Linked DNA regions of Sus scrofa: region 2 is linked to region 1. The links are chromatin contacts, called in public Hi-C maps. All regions are on one chromosome and are shown on one strand. Each heading gives the region's core, a stretch centred on a gene start, on an enhancer-like site or on the middle of the called end of the contact. The rest is flanking DNA. Distances are from core to core; before and after follow the strand shown. Region 1 holds the start of GALM (galactose mutarotase). Region 2 holds the start of HNRNPLL (heterogeneous nuclear ribonucleoprotein L-like).

Evidence for each region. Hi-C and Micro-C count contacts between places; a contact is called where the count stands out from the background.
Region 2: a Hi-C map of skeletal muscle shows a contact between it and region 1, with 4 times the contacts expected there. The contact joins the promoter of HNRNPLL here to the promoter of GALM in region 1. A contact is called at or near these places in 1 of 5 promoter capture datasets (liver), 17 of 47 Hi-C or Micro-C datasets (alveolar macrophages, brain, embryonic fibroblasts and 9 more) and 2 of 2 datasets of contacts at active chromatin or transcription factors (alveolar macrophages and skeletal muscle).

The regions. Positions count from the first base shown.
Region 1 is chr3:101,680,928-101,685,133 of Sscrofa11.1, forward strand. It overlaps GALM (galactose mutarotase), which reads right to left and starts at 1,894. Exons shown (of 7, transcript NM_214406.1): 1 at 1,649-1,894. The coding sequence starts at 1,838.
Region 2 is chr3:101,751,628-101,755,968 of Sscrofa11.1, forward strand. HNRNPLL (heterogeneous nuclear ribonucleoprotein L-like) reads left to right here and starts at 1,703. Exons shown (of 11, transcript XM_021087609.1): 1 at 1,703-2,242. The coding sequence starts at 2,057. It overlaps LOC102164129 (a long non-coding RNA gene), which reads right to left and starts at 1,527. Exons shown (of 6, transcript XR_002342766.1): 1 at 1,394-1,527.

The sequences.
Region 1 (4,206 bases), core at 644-3,143:
CAGGAGTTCCCGTCGTGGCGCAGTGGTTAACGAATCCGACTAGGAACCATGAGGTTGCGGGTTCGGTCCCTGCCCTTGCTCAGTGGGTTAAGGATCCAGCGTTGCTGTGAGCTGTGGTGTAGGTTGCAGACGCGGCTCGGATCCAGCGTTGCTGTGGCTCTGGCGTAGGCCAGAGGCTACAGCTCCGATTCAACCCCTAGCCTGGGAACCTCCATATGCCGCGGGAGCGGCCCAAAAAATAGCAACAATAACAACAACAAAAGACAAAAAAAGACAAAAAAAAAAAAAAAAAGACAATCAACCAGAGGGCAAGGAATAGAATCCTCAGGAATACTCGTGATATATTTTGTTAAGGAAATAGGAAGCCAATTTCAGTCTCTTAAGGGAAAACCAATACTCTCAATTTTCTGTTGATCTCCAACCATGAGCCATGTTACATATCTAAAGAACCAGACACCTGAAGGAAAACCCCAAACCTCCTCTCTTACAAATTTTGTCCAAGCCCCTACCAAGGAGCAGAGAATTAATTCTCAAGCATTTGCCTTTTGCCAACTTTCAGACCTCCTTTTCTGTCTAGCTACTCAGGTGTGCCAAGAAATAGCAAGCACTATGCCCATTTTCCTTTGCCCTGATCAAAGTGCAGTTGTAACTATTTATTTGTGCAATTTTTTGGCTAAGGTCTATCTCCACATCTAAATTGCAAGTTCTGGAGTTCCTATCGTGGTGCAATGGAAACGAATGCAACTAGGAACCATGAAGTTTCAGGTTTGATCCCTGGCCTTGCTCAGTGGGTTAAGGATCTGGCGTTGCCATGAGCTGTCATGTAGGTCACAGGCTCAGCTTGGATCTGGCATGGCTGTGGCTGTGGCATAGCTGTAGCTCCGATTCGACTCCTAGCCTGGGAATCTCCATATGCCTCAGGTGCAGCCCTAAAAAAAAAAAAGAAAAAAAAATTAAAAAATAAATTGCAATTTCCATGAGGGTGGGGACCTTGTCTTTCTCGCTGATCAGATAACTGATTCAACAGTGTCTGAATGAATTAACACATTTTTTAATTGCCTACAGATTCCCACAAAATAAAATCCATCCCAGTTACAAAGAGACTCTTTTCTTGACAATATGGGTATTGATCAGCCAAGGGGTGCGGGACACTGTACCCACAGACGAAAGCAGATAAGCTGTTTGCACCTGCTGAGCTTATGTTATGGAGCATTTCTGAAACCACCAGACCTCGAAGAGAATCTAAACAAGAAGGAAGTAGAAGACGCATGTCTTTTAATTTTTTTCCTTCTTCAAAAAGGGCACAAGGGAAGAACTGGGAGCCACACCCCCTCCGGCCTGCACTTTCCTCTCACCCTCAGAGATCAAGCAGTTCAAAGATCATTCCAGAGTTGCTGCAGTTTTATTTTACCCTCAACTGACTTTCTAAAAATTAAGACAAAGGCCTGAATGTACAACCAGAGACCAAGTCCTACAGCAGTTCGTTTTTTCCAAACATTAGATCGCAACACAGTGAGTGAGTCAGATCCAAGCACTCCTCAGTACTTCCCTTCGGCCCCGCATCCCTGCAGCGCGAGTCTCCAGTGTGAGGCGGTGTTAACGGATGGGCCTGGGGCCCCTCCGCAGCCCGGGGCGGAATCCAACCCACCTTTCAATTCAGCAAAGCCAAGCACCACGTCTGAGGCTCTGCCCTGCCTGTCTTTGACCTCCAGGGCCGTGATGGTGCAGCCCCAGGAGATGATGTCCACTCTCAGCTGGTCTGATTGCAGCTGGAACTTTTCCACCGTCCCTGCCCCCGAGGGGAGGTCTCCAAACACGGATCTTGTAACTGAAACCATTAGGAAAGCTTGGGGTGTGTAGTTGCTCCAGGTCCCTCGAACTCCCGCCGCCAAACCTAGAGCGGCAGAAGTTTACTGGAGAAGGGGAGGGACAGGGATCAGACTCCTCCCCTTCCTTGCCGGGATTTAGGGAGTGACCACTTCTGCGAAAAATATCCTCCGGGGCCTTTCGAAATCATTCCTTTGCCTGAGGGTGGCACCAAGGCAAAATTTCCTACTAAGCTGGGAATTTCCAGCCAGTTCTTTTCCTTTGCTAACCCTGACTGCACTGCATGTTGGGAATGGTAGTCTTTGAAAGGGGAACTTGCATGTTGGGGCCTGTAGTCTTTCTAAACCCAAATCTTGAGTCTGCTGGATTCTACCCCGTTTTCTGGCACAAGGTTCTCAACGTGCAGTGATCTGTTCATTAATCGTGACTGACTTTCAGATAAAATGCTGGAAAATGCAGAGATTAAAATTAGGAAGAGTGGGGAGGGGGGTGGAAATGTGGGAGGTTGTGTGTGGAATTTTGATTTTTAACTCTTTGATCCAGAAGGGAAAGAATTACAGTAGTAATTAAGAGAAGGGGTAAATAATTGCAGGTTTCTCTGCACACTGACTGAAGATCCATTCTGCTTGCCACACAAACAGCTCTCAACATGTATTGCTGGAGCCACTGCCCAGAGGCTCTCCTGACTGCTAGCCCGGAGAGGGTCATGTCTAGATGGATTAGGGCCTAGTTTATATGGAGGTGAACAAAGGTGGCCTCTGACTTTCTTTCCTTCAGGGGACTGGGAAAGGACCTTGGTTATACACCCACTCTTGTTCCTGAAGCCCAAAGTTCCTTTAAGAAAGGATTAAGGATGAATATTTATTAAGGACATCATTAATGTCAGATACTGTACTTTTATTATCTCCTTTCTACAAGCAGAAAAAGGCTTTGCGTATGTACTGCTGGGAGAAGAAAGACATTAAATAATCCTTTAATGCTTTGATGTGCCTCAAAAGCATCAAAAATGCATATCCCCAGGTTCATTCCTGGAATTTCTGTTTCTGTGAGTCGAGGGTGAAACTCAGTAATCTACTTTTTTCACAGATTCCTCAGGTTAGTCTACTGTAGTTTATCTGGGACCAGACTTTGAGAAGTATTGCTCCAGGTTTTGATGACTAATCTCAGATTTTTTTCCCCCCTCTGATGGTACAGGACTAAGATAGAGCTACCAAAGGCCTTAATAATATTGTCAGATAAAATACAGTAAATGTATTTCTTTGCTAAATCTGTCCAGATAGTACTGAGCCTTGGAACAGGGAAGATTCTGGAAGCCTGACAACGTTCTACTTGACCATCTGCATACTCATCACTTTGATCTGGTTCCTAGGTACTTTAAAGGGGATCCAACTAGACCGTGGTGAACACCAAAATTCATCTATGACTAGGAAATTAGGAGAACTGGGATCATGTTCCTGGAATCAGATGCTAATAAAACATAACCATCTCTCAGCCCTTTCCATATTTGGAGTTTGAAGGAATATTTAACATTCTTGCCACAAAGCCTCAATTCTCATTCATGAAGCAGGGCAATTCTGATAGCAAAGGAAAAAGAGAGCTTGCAACAAGCTTCAGTGAAGCATAATATATAATAACAAAAAGACCTAAACAAGTCAAATTATAGACTGCACCACACTCGTACAATAACTGACAGACACTCTTAGTGCTGCTTCATCAGAATTCTCATAAACTCTGCAACCCTCATCAGCCCACTTAACATTTACGGCTGATTCATACATAAGCCCTCTTGGCAATGCTGTGTTTACAAGGATGTCTTAGAATTTTTCTGAGCAGGAAGACTGAATTTTCCTTTCTCAGCCACCAGTTCTCAGTGTTCTGCCAAGCTCAAGTTGTCACAGGAATAAATAAATGCATTTGGATAGCTAAAGCCAAGTGTCACTAGTGGGTGTTTTGTAGCTTGGCTTGGTAGAAAATGAGACATACTATGATGTCTCTCTAAGAGCTACAATTCTTAATTTCATCTTCCTTTGGCTTTGGAGGGTTTGGAATATTGTCCTAAATAGTATTATCTTGTGCTAAGTCAGCTGTCAGACACAAATCTCGATTTTTCTTTTCTTTTTCTTTTTTGTCTTTTTTTTTTTTTTTTTTTTGCCTTTTCTAGGGCTGCTCCTGCAGCATATGGAGGTTCCCAGGCTAGGGGTCTAATCAGAGCTGTAGCCACCGGCCCATGCCGGAGCCACAGCAATGTGGGATCCAAGCCACATCTGCAACCTACACCACAGCTCACGGCAATGCTGGATCATTAACCCACTGAGCAACACCAGGGATCGAACCTGCAACCTCATGGCTCCTAGTCGGATTCGTTAACAACTGCACCAC
Region 2 (4,341 bases), core at 453-2,952, 71 kb after region 1:
TCATAGGTTGGAAGCAGGCTTTGAGCATTTAAATATTTTCACTATCACGTGAAATATTTTGAAAGTTTGGATAAGGCCTTCTAGCTCTGCTTATTGTTCCGTGTTCTGTCCAGATTTCCTCATGTATAGCCAGCTCTGCAGCTCCCTCCTTGATATTTCTTCTATTTCCATTTTATTGTAATTAAAAAAAATTCGAATTGTTTTTTAGTTCTATTTTGTCAGTGTACACCTGTAGGCGCACACAAATTTGATCATAGCTGTATCGTGTTGTGAAAAAACTTGCAAGTGGATTCCAAAATGACAGGCAGTGTAAATTGTTAAGTACAAAACACTGTAGATTAAAGCACTGTCAACAATAAATAAAAATGGCTTTTTTTTTTTCCCTTAGGAAATAACTTTGGAAAGGAGAGAGAATAGGCTGGGGAGGAAACAATCCACACCATTAGGAAAGGAAGAGCCACATTTTGGGAAGCATCTGACCGCCAAGGATATCAGAAACATTTAAATGACTCGATCCCAGGCAACTCTCCAAGGATTAAGTCACAGAAGGCAGTTAGGTTGCGTTAGATTTGCCAGTTCCTCTCCTGAAAGATAATGGACCTTTATTTCCCAAGGCCCACTCATTCAGCCTTGTTGAGCATGTAACTTGTGCTGGGGACTGTTACAGGAACTGGGTTTGCAAAGATGAGAAAAGCCCAGTTCCTGTCTCCAAGCGCGTCTAGTTTTTAAAACAGAATATCCTAATAGGTAGCTTATAAAGGGCACCGTTTCAAAAGGGGAAAGCGGCAACCAGAAGCTTGAGGAGGCCTCAGGGCTCCACAGAGGAAACAAGCTGTGTGTGGTCCAAAGGACAACTTTGATAGGCTTTCGTGTCTTTTAAAAGATAAATGATAATGTGAAATAAATCGATCGCCCAGAAAGGAAAAGGTTGAGATGAAGGATGAAACTTTATATGGAAGGTTTAAAGCACATTTAGTTGGGGCAGGGACTTGATACAAGACCCCTCGTTATAATTGTCAGGAAAGAAGAGTCCAGAAGACCCACGAGTACTAACTGATCGAACTGACAGTCGCCCGTGTGGAGCGTCTTCTTTAGACCCGCACTTCAGTGCATGTTGACTGTTCTCGAACATCTACCTAGCGGCGGGGAGAGAATCCGTCCACTTGGATGAGATTTTGCACACAACAATGGGAGAAGGCTACTTTCACGGCTCTAAGCCCTTTGCTCGCTTCACCTCCCGGAGCTTTAGGGCTGTGTGAGGTACATCTGTAGGGATTTTCTCTTTTGAAGAGAAGTAATAAAAGCATTTAAATTAGCGGGAGGGCGGTTAACACCCGCAGCCCCGGTCCCACTGCTTGCCTCCTGGCCCGCCGGGGTTCGCCCCGCGCCTCACCTCCGGTTGGCCCAACAGCGCTAACGGCCGCGGTGTAGCAACCGCTCCAGGACGTTGCGCTGCAGGTGCTGCTCGGTCGTCACTCGCAGGCCAGCGGCGAGTTCTGAAGGCGCGGAGTGGGGGGGGGGGGAGGAGGCCTGACAGTGGGCAGCTTTTGACGAACGGCCTTTAGAGCCAATTGGAAGCCTGGTCGACTTTTCCCTCTGCCAATAGAGAGCAAGGCCCGGGCTGGGGGGCGCTTCCCGCGGGGTGCTGCTGGATTTGATCCTCTGCGGCGGCCGCGAAGGCGGGGGTGGAGGCTCGGCCTGGGCGGCAAGGAGCGGATTAGGGGAGGAGGGAAGACCGGAAGCAACGGTCGCGTCCCGATCCTTAGATTCGCTCCCCAGGGCAGGCTTTGGAGACGGAGGAAGAGGGAGAGGCTGAATGTTGGCTCTGTGATAAAGGGGAGCGGCCGCTCCGGAGCCTCCTCCTGGAGCGCCCCCTTCATCCTGCCCGCTCTCTGCACCCACCCGGCTCCAGGGCGCGCGGCCCCCGCGGACGCCCGGCCGCACAGACCTTTTCTGAAGAAGCGCTGCGGGTGGCGAGGACTGGCCGGCGGCGTCCGAGGCCCGCGCCCCGCCGCCACCCCCACACGCCTGCCGGCCGGTCTCTCCGGCCGCCGCCATGTCCTCCTCCTCATCCTCCCCTAGGGAGACGTATGAGGAGGACCGGGAATACGAGAGCCAGGCCAAGCGCCTCAAGACCGAGGAGGGAGAAATCGACTACTCTGCGGAGGAAGGCGAGAATCGCCGGGAAGCGACGCCCCGGAGCGGGGGCGATGGCAGCGGCGGCCGGAGCTTCTCACAGCCGGTAACAAAGCGCGGCGCCGGGTCCTCGGTGCCTGGCGGCTCCCCGGGAAGCAGGGCCCCGCGGCGGGGACTCGGCCCCGAGTCCTTCCGCCCGCCTCATTTTCCCATTTTGCTGCGCTGACCAGGTTGGGAAGCGCCGGCTCTTCTCTTTGCGTCTTTTTTCCTTTGCCCTACCTGTTTCCAGCACCTGGATCGCGAATCTAGGCTCGGCCTGGCCGCAGGCCCCGCCGCGAGTCCGCTGCCGGCCCTGAACTTGGGAAGGGTCGCGGGGCCCGGCGGCTGGGGAGGCGTTGCCGCTTCCGCTCCTGGGAACTCGGGTGCACGATTAGCCCTTTGTTTTAACTCTGCGGGCGAGTGGCCCGCGTCCGACGACCCGCTCCCTTCAGTCCCTTGCTCCAGCATCTGCGCGCCGGTCCCGATCACAGGATGGTGGCGTCGGTTCCGCCCGGGGCTCTCTTCGCCTGGGTTTTGAGGAGAACCGTAGCTAAGTGACAGATTACGCTCCGGCGTTCACACTGCCCCCCCCCCCCCTCCGCGTCTTCCAAGGATTTAATTAGAAAATTTTTATTCTTGGCTGGCCTGGCGCACATATTTTGCTCCCCAGTTTCATGATTATTGCTCAGTACAGTTTTTAGCTCTTCGGTGAGAAAATATGTTGGTAGGTGTTCGCACACCACTACTTCCAAGTAAAATGAATCTTAAAATCACCTCAGTTCTTCACGGGCAGTTTGTTCCAAATCGCTCCACGAAAAGCGGAACTGAATTCAGGACTGCATCAAACACACGTTCCTAGATTCTTATTTCTCTCATCAGAAAGATTAGCTGGAGGCAGAAGGAATGTGAAAATCGTTTTATTCACAGCAAGTGGTAACTCAGCTTCCGTTGGATGGAGATTTTAAGGGAACAAAGCAAACATTTTTGTTCTTTTTGGTGCACTTAAGCTGTCTTGATGATTAGATGTTCTTTTAACAGTTGAAACATTTTAATTGTGATTTTTTTAAAGCTCACTTTAGCCGAAATTTACGAAATTGTTCACATATATTTTAAGATGTTTCTCACCTTTTACAAGAGGCAAATTAGATGTTATTTAGCTCTTGTTTTCATTTTTTTGTAAAAAAAAAATTCCGGTCAGTAGCCCTCATGTTAGTTTCCAAATAGGGTAAGGTTGCAACACATTTAAAAAAGGAACTTTTCTTTCTCTAAATAACAAAGCTTTCTTATGGCTAGATACTGCTTTCTTTCCACTTTTGTACCTAGCTGTTTGGAATATTCAAAATGTAACTTAAAAGTATAAATAAAGGAAGTGCATTTCTTCTTAGGAAGTTTCAGTTCAAAGCAAATCTTATGTGGAAGTTGGAAACAAGAATATTGTAACTGATGTTTAGATGCATTGGATCATTGTATTTCTTCTGCTGAAAGTCTTGAGTTTTTGTGCAGTAGCATGAAATGTCTTCCATTAAGTGTCTTGGAAAGATATTTTAACCAGTTTATAAAAAAAAATGTTTTTGAAAACTTTATTAAGCCAGTAGTATATTATTTTGGATGTTGGGAAGAAAATAGTTTACAATTAATACATCTTTAGTTAATTGTATCTAGCAGTGGATATAGGTCTTGGGGAGAGTCAGGAGTCTTAGCTGGCATATAATCTCTGTGACTTTGGGAAAGTCAGTTTACTATTCTGTGTTAGTCTTTAAAATGTGAAAGTTGAACTTTCCATGCTTTCCATACCTGAAGTTGTAGTTCAGTTATTAATGGAATACAGCATTTAAATTACCCAGGCAGAAACTAATATATGCAGAATTAGTTATAAATTCAAATTTTATCTTACTGCCGGTGTGTTTCTTTCTTTCTTTCTTTTCTTTCTTTTTTTTTTTTTTTCTTTTTTGCTGGTCTTTTTTTTAGGGCAGCACCTGAGGCATATGGAGGTTCCCAAGCCTGGAGTCCATTCTGAGCATAGCCACTGTCCTACATCACAGCCACAGCAACACCAGATCTGAGCCGCATCTGCAACCTACACCACAGCTTCACAGCAAGGCCAGATCCTTAACCCACTGAGCAAGGCCAGAAATCGAACCTGTGGCCTCACAGATACTAGTCAGA